Linked DNA regions of Arabidopsis thaliana: region 2 is linked to region 1. The links are chromatin contacts, called in public capture Hi-C maps. All regions are on one chromosome and are shown on one strand. The core of a region is the stretch at or near the end of the contact, and the rest is flanking DNA. Distances in the headings are between cores, read along the strand shown. Region 1 holds the start of DES1 (L-cysteine desulfhydrase 1). Region 2 holds the start of AT5G28160 (Galactose oxidase/kelch repeat superfamily protein).

Region 1 (5,004 bases), core at 275-2,774:
AAGAGAATAAGAATGATAACTATTTCAAAAATATAGTTGGATACATAATATTGTATAACCTCTGGATTTTCAGGATTAATAAACTGGTGTGGTATGTAACCACCGGGAGTTTTGCTTAATATCTCTTTAGCTTTCTCCAACTGTCCTTTAATGCCTATGCTAATGTCAGTGAGATGAACCTCTGCACCTAATGCTCTTAGAATGATTCTCCTTTCTAAACTCATTGTTGAAGGCATCAAAAGGATCACTTTATAACCTCTTGAAGCCCCGATGCTGGCTAAACCAATCCCGGTGTTACCACCCGTTGCCTCAATCAATGTACTCTAAAAACAAAACAAGAAAAAAGTTATTCCATATATGAATTCTAATGGACTATATATGGAGAGATTATATAGTGGTTTGTACATGTGTTGTCACCGTGTCATAATTCAGAGTGCGTGTGTAAGTTGTAAACGATAAAAGAAAAAAAAAAAAAAAACAAGTCTACAAGCCCCGGTTAGTGATTTTTGAAAGTGTTGTCTATTTAACCTTTCCCGGAGTAATCAATCCTTTGTCTTCAGCATCTTTGATCATACTATATGCGATTCTATCTTTGATGCTAGAGCAAGGCTCCATCATCTCAAGCTTGGCAGCAATACGAGCCACACAACCATCCACAATTTTATTTAGATACACCATTGGTGTGTTACCTATCAACTGCGTAAAATGCACAACTATATTTAAGTAACAACACAAGCAAATGATTTTAAACATGTTTCTTGTTCCAAGAAAGCAGATTGATATAGAAGAGATTAGATAGAGAGTTTTACTTCAGTGACATCGTTCTTGATCAAGACGCGGTCTTCCATGTTGGTTTGTCTTTGGAAAACTCCTTCAGATTTACTATACACAAATACAAAAACTGATACCAAAATCAGAAAATGGACGAACAAGCAGAACTACATTATCTTTTCTTATGGATGAATGGAGAAACAAGAAAGAACCAAAAAAAACGTCGTACCGATAGAGTTTAATCAATGAAGAAGAGACAAAAGACCGCTAAATCTAAAACAACACCAGGCCATATATATATAGACGCAGACATATAGATATTGTATATAGATTCGTATTGAGTGGTTGTATAATTGAATCGTATTATCTAAATTAGTAAATTGTTATATTTTTGGGATGAAAAAAAAAACAAAACACTCTCAAACAAACCAAATCTTGTTGTAAGATATTCATTAAAAAGACTCTTGACCTCACAAACAAAGGCGACAACAATGTATATTGTGGTTAAAATTTTTCTAGTAATAGTACAAACAAATGTGATGTATATCTAAAAGTTACAAAAATCAACGAGGCTATGAAGTTTAACACAAACCACTAAACAACAAGTCCTGGTCGGTAGTGAATAGTTTAGCATTTAGGATTTAAGGGTTACGATCTATTGTTGTTTGTCATGTAAATAAAGGTTATGTGTTCTATGTTAGTGGTGGCGTTTGTAATGGCAATAGCGACGGTGGTGGGGAAAAAAAGGTGATGGTTGCTACCACAGTGGATGTATAGTTCTGTCGATGATTGTTATTTTATCGTAAACTTTAAATGTGTATATATATATATATATATATGTAATTGTGTTTGTTTGTTTAGCACTTTTTTGATAAAGTAAAATGTATTATTACTTGGTAAGGTTTGTTTACTTCGTTTAGTTTCAAAAGACAGTAACCCTAAAATACAGTTCAATTTTTTTCCAAATATCATTTCTAGTGTAATTTATTTTCACTTATAATTACATTTTAATCATTCTTTTTCTTTCTCAAATTTAGAAATTATACATAGTTGCAAATTTAGCTAATTGAACATTTTATATAATAAGTTAGATGATATTACGAACGTAGAAAAATAAAAAATAAGTATTTAGTAGAGTTTCGTTTAAGCTTTCACCATTAGTGTATTTTCCCCATAAATGATTAGTTAACATCCTTCAAGTACAAATAAACATCTCTATTATTGAGTTGTCAATTTACCGAAGAAGAATTATTAATTTATTATATATATTTTTATTGATAGCACTAAATGTTTTTAATAAAATAATACTATATAAAATTTGAAAAGTCATATGTAAAATAAAATAAAATTTCTAAAATGTTTTGAGTACTACTATTCATATTTCATAACATTAACTCCAATTATTTGGTATTATATAATCAAACGATCTTATATCAATGTCCAGACTAATTTTCATAAACTTTATAAAAAAAAAGAAGAGGGTAGTCCACATTGGAAAAAATAATACTCCCTCTTTCAACTCTGATGAACCAATCAAACTGGAGTTACTGGACCACCATGAAGTAGTTGATCTAGACTCTAGAGTGTTGAAAAATGATATTTCTGCAAAGTGGAGTGTGAAAGAGAAAATGAAGGTCGGTGGAAGATCGATTGACATGTGGTGGACACACACACGATGTATATAATTGTGTGTAGTATGAAGAAAGTTTTGTGCCATTGCTTTGATATGAAAATAACATCTAAGGCTAGGCTGCTATGGAATTGTGAAGTATTAAAGACAAGTTTGTGCCCTTTCTAGTTTGTGAAAATAACATCCACGGATAGGCTTGTATAGAAACAAAATCTAAAAGGCGATGCTTAAAAGTAGAGCTTAAATTCTAAGGCTATGCTTGAATGGAGACAAATTCACAAAGGTGTTAGCCGGATTTTAACAATCTTTCATCCAACCGCCTTTATGTTCCGATCCATGCTTTTTATTTTGGGGTTTTAAGAAGTAAGTAAAGACAAGAAAAATATCCAAAGGCGTTTTCAAACATTTTGAAGATAACATTAAACACTATCCTTTGAAAAGCTTAACACTAGATGCGCGTACCCATTCTCATGCTTTAGGTTATGCTGCTAAACGCAAACGTAATCGTTGTTCTAGTTGCCCAAATCGTATCATTATTGCACAAACATATACGGTCATTTAAAGTACATAGCCATATTTATGCATGTTGAGTACATATTTATGTATGTGCAAGGTGCAAATGGTTTCATGACCAAATATCTTTAATCTTCTACTTAATCACTAGATACCGCGGGTTGATTATTTACGTTATAAATTATATTATTTTTTTAATTCTATATCATCTATATTTAAATAATCATATTATATTTTGAATTTATCATTTTACTTTTTATATCTATTTATTTTTGATATTATATTTGTATTTGTTTGGTTTGATCTTGTTTAATTAAGAAAAACTGTTTATTATACGCACATTATATAGAGAGTGTATTTTTATGGTACGTTATTATGTGTTTGTTATATAGTATTTTTTTGTTAAAAATGAACGTATTTGGCTTAAAATAGTTTTCTTAACTAATACTTATATACATGTTTTTTTTATGATGAGTTATTACGTGCGTTCTTAACTAATATAGATGATATTAAATTAAAAAAGTAATTTAATTTCAAATGGTTTTTACAATATAAAAAAAAAAATTCTAGAGTTCAAATATTATTAATATTATAAAAAATTTATAGATTCTAAATATTATAAATACCAACTTATTAAGAGGTACACTGCGGGTTGATTCTTTTCCATTTATTTTATAATTTATAAATTTATGATTTTGTAAACTATAAAGTATATGATATTTAATAAGATGTAGCTCTTATAGTATTATTCGGCATTTACTATATAGCTAAATATTTATATGAATAAGATGAATGTTATTAAGTTACTATCATAAAGTTCAAAACTAAGTAAGTTTAACTAAATTGTAAGATAACTTAAAGATCGTCCAAACAAAAAATATGGTATAGGATTTAACCCGTGGTGTAAAATAAAATGAAATTTGAAAACTAAATAAAATTATAAACTAAAATTAAAAAAAAGTTCTTTGGGAGAATCTAAAAATAAGAAAGTTCTTTGAGAGATTTGGATATAGAGGATCTTTTTTTTCAATTTCCCTTAATCATAAACTAAAATAAAATAAATTACAAAATTATAGTTTTTTTCTTCCTTTTTTTTGTGCCAAAACATCTAAATAGAAAAGATTCTTTACATCTAAACCCCAAAACCACTAATTAGAGAAACGTTAAAAAAAATTTCCTAAGCAAAAATAGAAAAAAAAAAAAAAAAAAGAAGAAGAAAGGTTTTGTTTCTCTTTCTCTCCGCCGATGGTTGCGCAAGCGGAATCTTCTCTCAGCATTCACCTCGGCGTTTCTCCTTTTTCAGCGTTCACGTCGGCTTAAAAAGTTGCAATACCTAAAAGTTCAAAGAAGAGGGCAACATCTCCATCTTTTCCCATATTGCATCTAGAATGATGGGAGAGAATCTAACGCTTAGGCATAAGGTAAACCTTTTCCAAAGAATTCAAGTAATCAACAGCTCTTTCTCTGTTCACCACAATAAAAGTATGTTCATCGATTTCAATTTTAGACAAACCCTTAAAATTAAAATGAAAATCAAAAGCCAAAATCAATAAACCAAAATAGAGGATAAAAACTCTGTCAATCAAAATGGAGATAAGAATTAAGAATACTCACTTTCCTCACCAAAGCTCAAGCTCATCTTCAGTAATCGCATCTCTAACAACACGCTTATCTCTCGATCAGTCTTAGCACCAGAAAGCATCGTCAAAGCTCCATTAGAAGTGATTAACGAACCTTTCTCATACTCAATAGCTTGCTCATAAAGCTATACAAACAACAAAATCACAAACTCAATCTATTAAATTCGTCACACAAGCACTGATAAATATTCTGTATAGCAAAACATTTCTAGAGCTATGCATAAGAAATACCTTGCTATATGAGAATTCGGAGGGATCATTTAGACTGAGGCAAATTGTGGTTGTGGTAATTGTTCGATATGAGATGGTTATTTATAGTGGATCATTTAGACGTTAGAATGTTCTAGATATTTTAATTTAGGTAATATTCTGATATTCAAATATCTTGAGAATATATGCTTGTTATTAGTTTACAAATCTAAACAAAAAACAATACCCAAGTGTTAATGT
Region 2 (5,098 bases), core at 1,048-3,547, 100 kb after region 1:
AAACCAAATCCATGGAGATTTTCCAGATTCCGATTCAGTTTCTCCTTCTCTAATCAATCTCATAAGGTAAAATTTTCACTTTTTCTTTCTGGGTTTCTTCTTCTCTTACTGTATCCGTCATTGTCTTAGTCAAATTTCGTCTCTTTATAACTTTTAGATTCGCCCACCAAGTGTTTGTTGAAATTCCTGAGAGAGAGATGAAGGATTTTCCTTCTTGCTTTGGTGAAAATGGAGTTCAAGTTGCGGATTCATCGTCTTCTTCGAACTCCGGTAAAAACGCTCAGAATTTGGTTACTTGTATCTACCAATGTCGAATTCGCGGAAGAAATTGTTTGATCACTGTGACATGGACTAAGAATCTGATGGGTCAAAGTGTAACAGTTGGTGTTGATGATTCTTGTAACCAAAGTCTTTGTAAAGTCGAGATTAAGCCGTGGCTGTTTACTAAACGGAAAGGGTCTAAGAGTTTAGAGGCGTATTCGTGTAATATCGATGTTTTTTGGGATCTTTCGTCTGCGAAATTCGGATCAGGTCCTGAAGCTTTGGGAGGATTCTATGTTGGTGTTGTTGTTGACAAAGAAATGGTTTTGCTTCTTGGTGATATGAAGAAAGAAGCTTTTAAGAAGACGAATGCTTCGCCTTCGTCTTTAGGTGCTGTGTTCATTGCTAAGAAAGAGCATGTTTTTGGTAAGAGAGTGTTTGCAACGAAAGCTCAGCTTTTTGCTGATGGGAAATTTCATGATCTGTTGATTGAGTGTGACACGAATGTCACCGATCCTTGTCTCGTTGTTCGTGTGGATGGTAAGACGTTGTTGCAGGTGAAGCGGCTTAAGTGGAAGTTTCGTGGCAACGATACGATAGTTGTTAATAAAATGACTGTGGAAGTTCTATGGGATGTTCATAGTTGGCTCTTTGGGTTGCCTACAACGGGAAACGCTGTGTTCATGTTCAGGACTTGTCAATCTACTGAGAAGAGCTTGTCTTTCTCACAGGACGTGACAACAACAAACTCCAAGTCTCATAGTTTTGGCTTTTCGTTGATTCTGTACGCTTGGAAGAGCGAGTAGAACAAAAGAGAGAGTTTCTGGGTGCTAACAAAAACCTTATAAGAGTTTGTTGATTCCTTATCGACATTTTTTTTGTTGATTCATGATTGGTTTCTGCAATATATATTTCCTTACACAATGCTGGAACCAGTTTGGTCTTGAGGAATGTGATCTCTGTATACATCTGTTACTTATGTTCTAGAAAGTGTTTCTTATGGTCTATTACCTAATTACACTGCTCTTTGATCTTGTAGCTTGTGAATGTTTAGATGCTTAGCAAACTATTGATTAGCTTCTTCTTTCTAATAACAGACTGCTCATAAAGATTGTTTATAGAAGAAGCATATAGAGATCGTGGGATTTGTACATGATGATTCCTATATTGCGAATCATTAAGTTGAATGTTTCTTAGCTTTGACATTTCGTTTCTTCGGACTTTACATTGGTCTACTTCTTTGGTCACACAAGACCGTAAAAGTTTTTGGTTTTCTATAGAGTTAAACTTCTAAAGGCTTAAAAGAGAATTTGGTATTGTGTCAGTTTTAAACATGAATTTGGATTTGATCATAAGATTTGTCTAAAGCCATAGTTTTTGAAATGTGAATTGCGATTAGTGGCAATATTACTGGAAAAGGCATAAAAATTGTCTCTGTCTAAGAGATTCTATTAATAACCACTTTTGAAAAAAAATTGAATTGTCAAGTCACGGAAACTTTCTGTAGAGAGCAGACAGCTTTATACAGTTACAGTATATAGTGTATACAGTAAAAAAAATCAAACTTCACGCTGTTTAGCTGAGAATCTCAGCAACTACTTGCCGTTTCATGCCTCTTGTCTGTTTTGGTCGGAAAAGTACACATGAGAAGACTCAAAGTGACGAAGAGTGTTTCTTTCTTCTGTTATTGCAACATTCTTTTGTGACATCATTTGTTTGCTTCTTCTGTTTCAGTTTCTTGTAATAGTAAAATAAAATCATGCCACGTCGTCCCCATCCAAACGGGCTTATTAAGCCCATTTTCGCAAACTATAAAAGTAAAAAACAATCAATGAATAAAATATGACTTTGCCTTTTTAGTTTTTTGTTCACCACTACTCAGCCACATTAGGGTTTTGAATAGCCAAATATCGCCGTTTCAGTCTCCTTTGAATCCCTAGGAAATTTTGTTATACCTTTGATCATTATTAGCTCTTCGTGGTGTTTATGTCATCTACTTTTTTATACAGCAAGCAACTTTCTAGTTTCTAACGACTATGAATTCTGAAGTCGAACGTCCATCGTTTTTGTCACTACCTGATGAAATCATCTTGAGCTGTTTAGCCCGCATATCGAGATCGTACTATCCGAAACTCTCCCTAGTTTGCAAGACCTTCCGCACTCTCCTCATATCTAATGAGCTCATTGTGGCGCGATTGCACCTCAAAACCCATGAAACCTTTTGTCATGTCTGCTTAAAGTTTCCTGATAAACCTAATCCGTCAATGTTCACCCTCTGGATAAAACCTGGTACAATCTTAACCAACCAACTTGAGAAGAACAAGAGGTCTACAAGAGATACTCGGTTGGTACAAATACCTTCTTCATATTATTATAATGTACCGTTTTACCTCGTTATGGTTGGTTCCGAAGTATACGGACTCAGCCAACGCAATGATCCGTCCTCCAACATGTTTGTCCGTAATAAGGGGGATATTTTTTTGTGTAAAGCCCCAAACATGACTGTAGCTCGAGCTAAAGCCAGTGCAGTTGTCTTCAATGGGAAAATATATGTGATGGGAGGTTGCATGGCTGATGAATCCGTGAATTGGGGTGAAGTTTTTGACATAAAGACTCAAACTTGGGAAGCTTTACCTGACCCTGGTCCTGAGTTCCGTTTTTCTTCAATTAGAAAAATAGATGTGTTCCAAGAAAAGCTTTACGTTAGAAGCAACGAGAAGAAAGACTCTGTTTATGATCCAAAAGAAGGTAAATGGAATGTTGGAGTAAAAGCACACATGCAAATATGCAATGTATGATAGATAATGTATGGTATCATTGTGATAAAAAGTGGTGCTGGTGGTATGACACAAGTCCTAAAGAATGGAGAGTGGTCAAAGGTTTAGACATGTTGAACAGGAATCTTGGTTGTGGTACGATTGAAATTGTTCACTATGGCGGAAAACTCTTAATCTTATGGGACAAGGTAGATCTTTCTCATGACAAAGATATTTGGTGTGCGGTGATTGCGCTTGAAAAACGTCATGGTAGTGATGAAGTTTGGGGAAACATTGAATGGGCTGATATTGTGCTGACGGTTCCTAGCTCATACGTTTTCGTGAATAGTCTAGAAACTGGTTTTTGATCAAATCTAATCATGTTTTTTGATTTGATTCTCAAAGGCTTTTTTCTTCTTTATTTTTTAGTGTATTGTTGCTTTTATACTTGTAATATTTGCAACATCACGAGAAATATTGAGTCGGCTAATATTGTGCTGACGGTTCCTAGCTCATATGTTTTCCTGAATAGTTTACCAAATAGGTTTTGATAAAATTTAACTATGTTTTTCTGTTTTGCCAATGCCTTATTTTTTGTTTGAATTCTGTAGTGTGTTTATGGTTAAACTAAATTGTTGGCAACATCACATCCAACTTCAAAATAACAGTTTTATATCGAAATGTGACTTAGTGGTAGGATTTGTATATGATGTGAATCAGTAAGTCAGATGTTTGATAGCTTTCATATTCCAATTCTTCGTCTTAATTTTGTCAGTTTCTTTAGTCACACAAAACCACATAAGTTTTTAGTTACCAGTTAATATTGGAGAGAGACTACAAAAGATAAATGCTATTGTGTGAGTTTTGAAATCTGAAGTTAAACATACCTTTTTTTTGTCCGTTATAGCATTCTCTAAAGAATAGCTCTTTTCTGTATTTGGTATTTAAAAAGATTTTGTACCAATTTCTAATAACATATGTATGATGTAACCTTGAGAAAAAGAAAATGATGTAAAATGTGATTACTAGAAAGGCCTATAAGATATGAGAGTTTCTATTCATAACAATGTATATCAGATGTGAACTTATGGAGTGCAAAGACCATCTGTTCTTCGAATGTGGCTACGCCAAAGAGATTTGGACAGGACTGAGCAGGAAGATCCTTGGACACAAGTTCACAACAACATGGAGTGCCATCCACATTACTCTTTTAGATATATCTTTGGGACTAATAAACATCTTCTTGCACTACAAGAAAACAAGCAAACGACGACTACGAAAGGCGACTAACAATGTAGTCGTCCTTTTTTGCGACTAACTTACGACTGATGGACGACGACATTACGACAACAGACAAATTGGTCGTTCCATAATCGTATTTTAGCGACTACAAGCTTTAGTCGGTACATAGTCATCCAAATACGACTATTTGACGACGACATTACTGGAAAAAATAAGTAGTCATATTTTGACGACTACATGTCCGACTTCATACATTAGTCGTAAAACCGGCGACGATAATACGACTATTTTTCCTTTGTCGTAAAATAGTCGCATAAGTGTCGTATAATACGGTTGGAAAACGTTTTTCGTGTTGCTGGGTAGGTACACCTAATTTCTGAGCGTCTACAATGTTTAGTCGTAAAATAGTCGTAAAAAATCCTCTATATAATCCACGACACTCTTCATTCTCATTCACCAACAAATCAAAACAACATCAAAAGAAAAAAAACGATTTCGAAGGAAAAAATATAAGTTTAGTTTATGCTATAATGGCGGGAAACTTCAATTATGACGGTGGTGGCGGTTTCTATCGAGATTGGATGTATAAGAGATTTGATGAAGTAACGGGAAATTTGTCAGCCGAATACGTCGTAGGAGTGGAGGAGTTCATGACATTCGCTAATAATCAGCCTATAGTACATAGTAGTCGAGGTAAATTTCATTGTCCTTGTAGTGTATGCAAGAATGAAAAACACATCATCTCGGGTAAAAGAGTTAGTAGTCATTTGTTTAGTCAAAGATTTATGCCTGATTATTATGTTTGGTATAAGCATGGAGAAGAATTGAATATGGATATA

Evidence for each region. Capture Hi-C pulls out chosen DNA fragments and counts their contacts.
Region 2: a capture Hi-C map of shoot shows a contact between it and region 1, with 2.9 times the contacts expected there. The contact joins the promoter of AT5G28160 here to the promoter of DES1 in region 1. A contact is called at or near these places in 3 of 26 Hi-C or Micro-C datasets (callus, cotyledon and root) and 3 of 3 other capture datasets (root, seedling and shoot).

What each region holds. Positions count from the first base shown.
Region 1 is chr5:10,031,438-10,036,441 of TAIR10.1, forward strand. It overlaps DES1 (L-cysteine desulfhydrase 1), which reads right to left and starts at 1,525. Exons shown (of 10, transcript NM_001344055.1): 1 at 1,364-1,525; 2 at 810-882; 3 at 529-696; 4 at 60-323. The coding sequence starts at 848. AT5G28040 (DNA-binding storekeeper protein-related transcriptional regulator) reads right to left here. Exons shown (of 2, transcript NM_001344056.1): 2 at 4,106-4,679.
Region 2 is chr5:10,135,629-10,140,726 of TAIR10.1, forward strand. It overlaps AT5G28160 (Galactose oxidase/kelch repeat superfamily protein), which reads left to right and starts at 2,298. Exons shown (of 2, transcript NM_122699.1): 1 at 2,298-3,009; 2 at 3,123-3,385. The coding sequence starts at 2,298. The coding sequence ends at 3,385. It overlaps AT5G28150 (hypothetical protein (DUF868)), which reads left to right. Exons shown (of 2, transcript NM_122698.5): 1 at 1-66; 2 at 158-1,477. The coding sequence starts at 198. The coding sequence ends at 1,067. It also overlaps the pseudogene AT5G28165.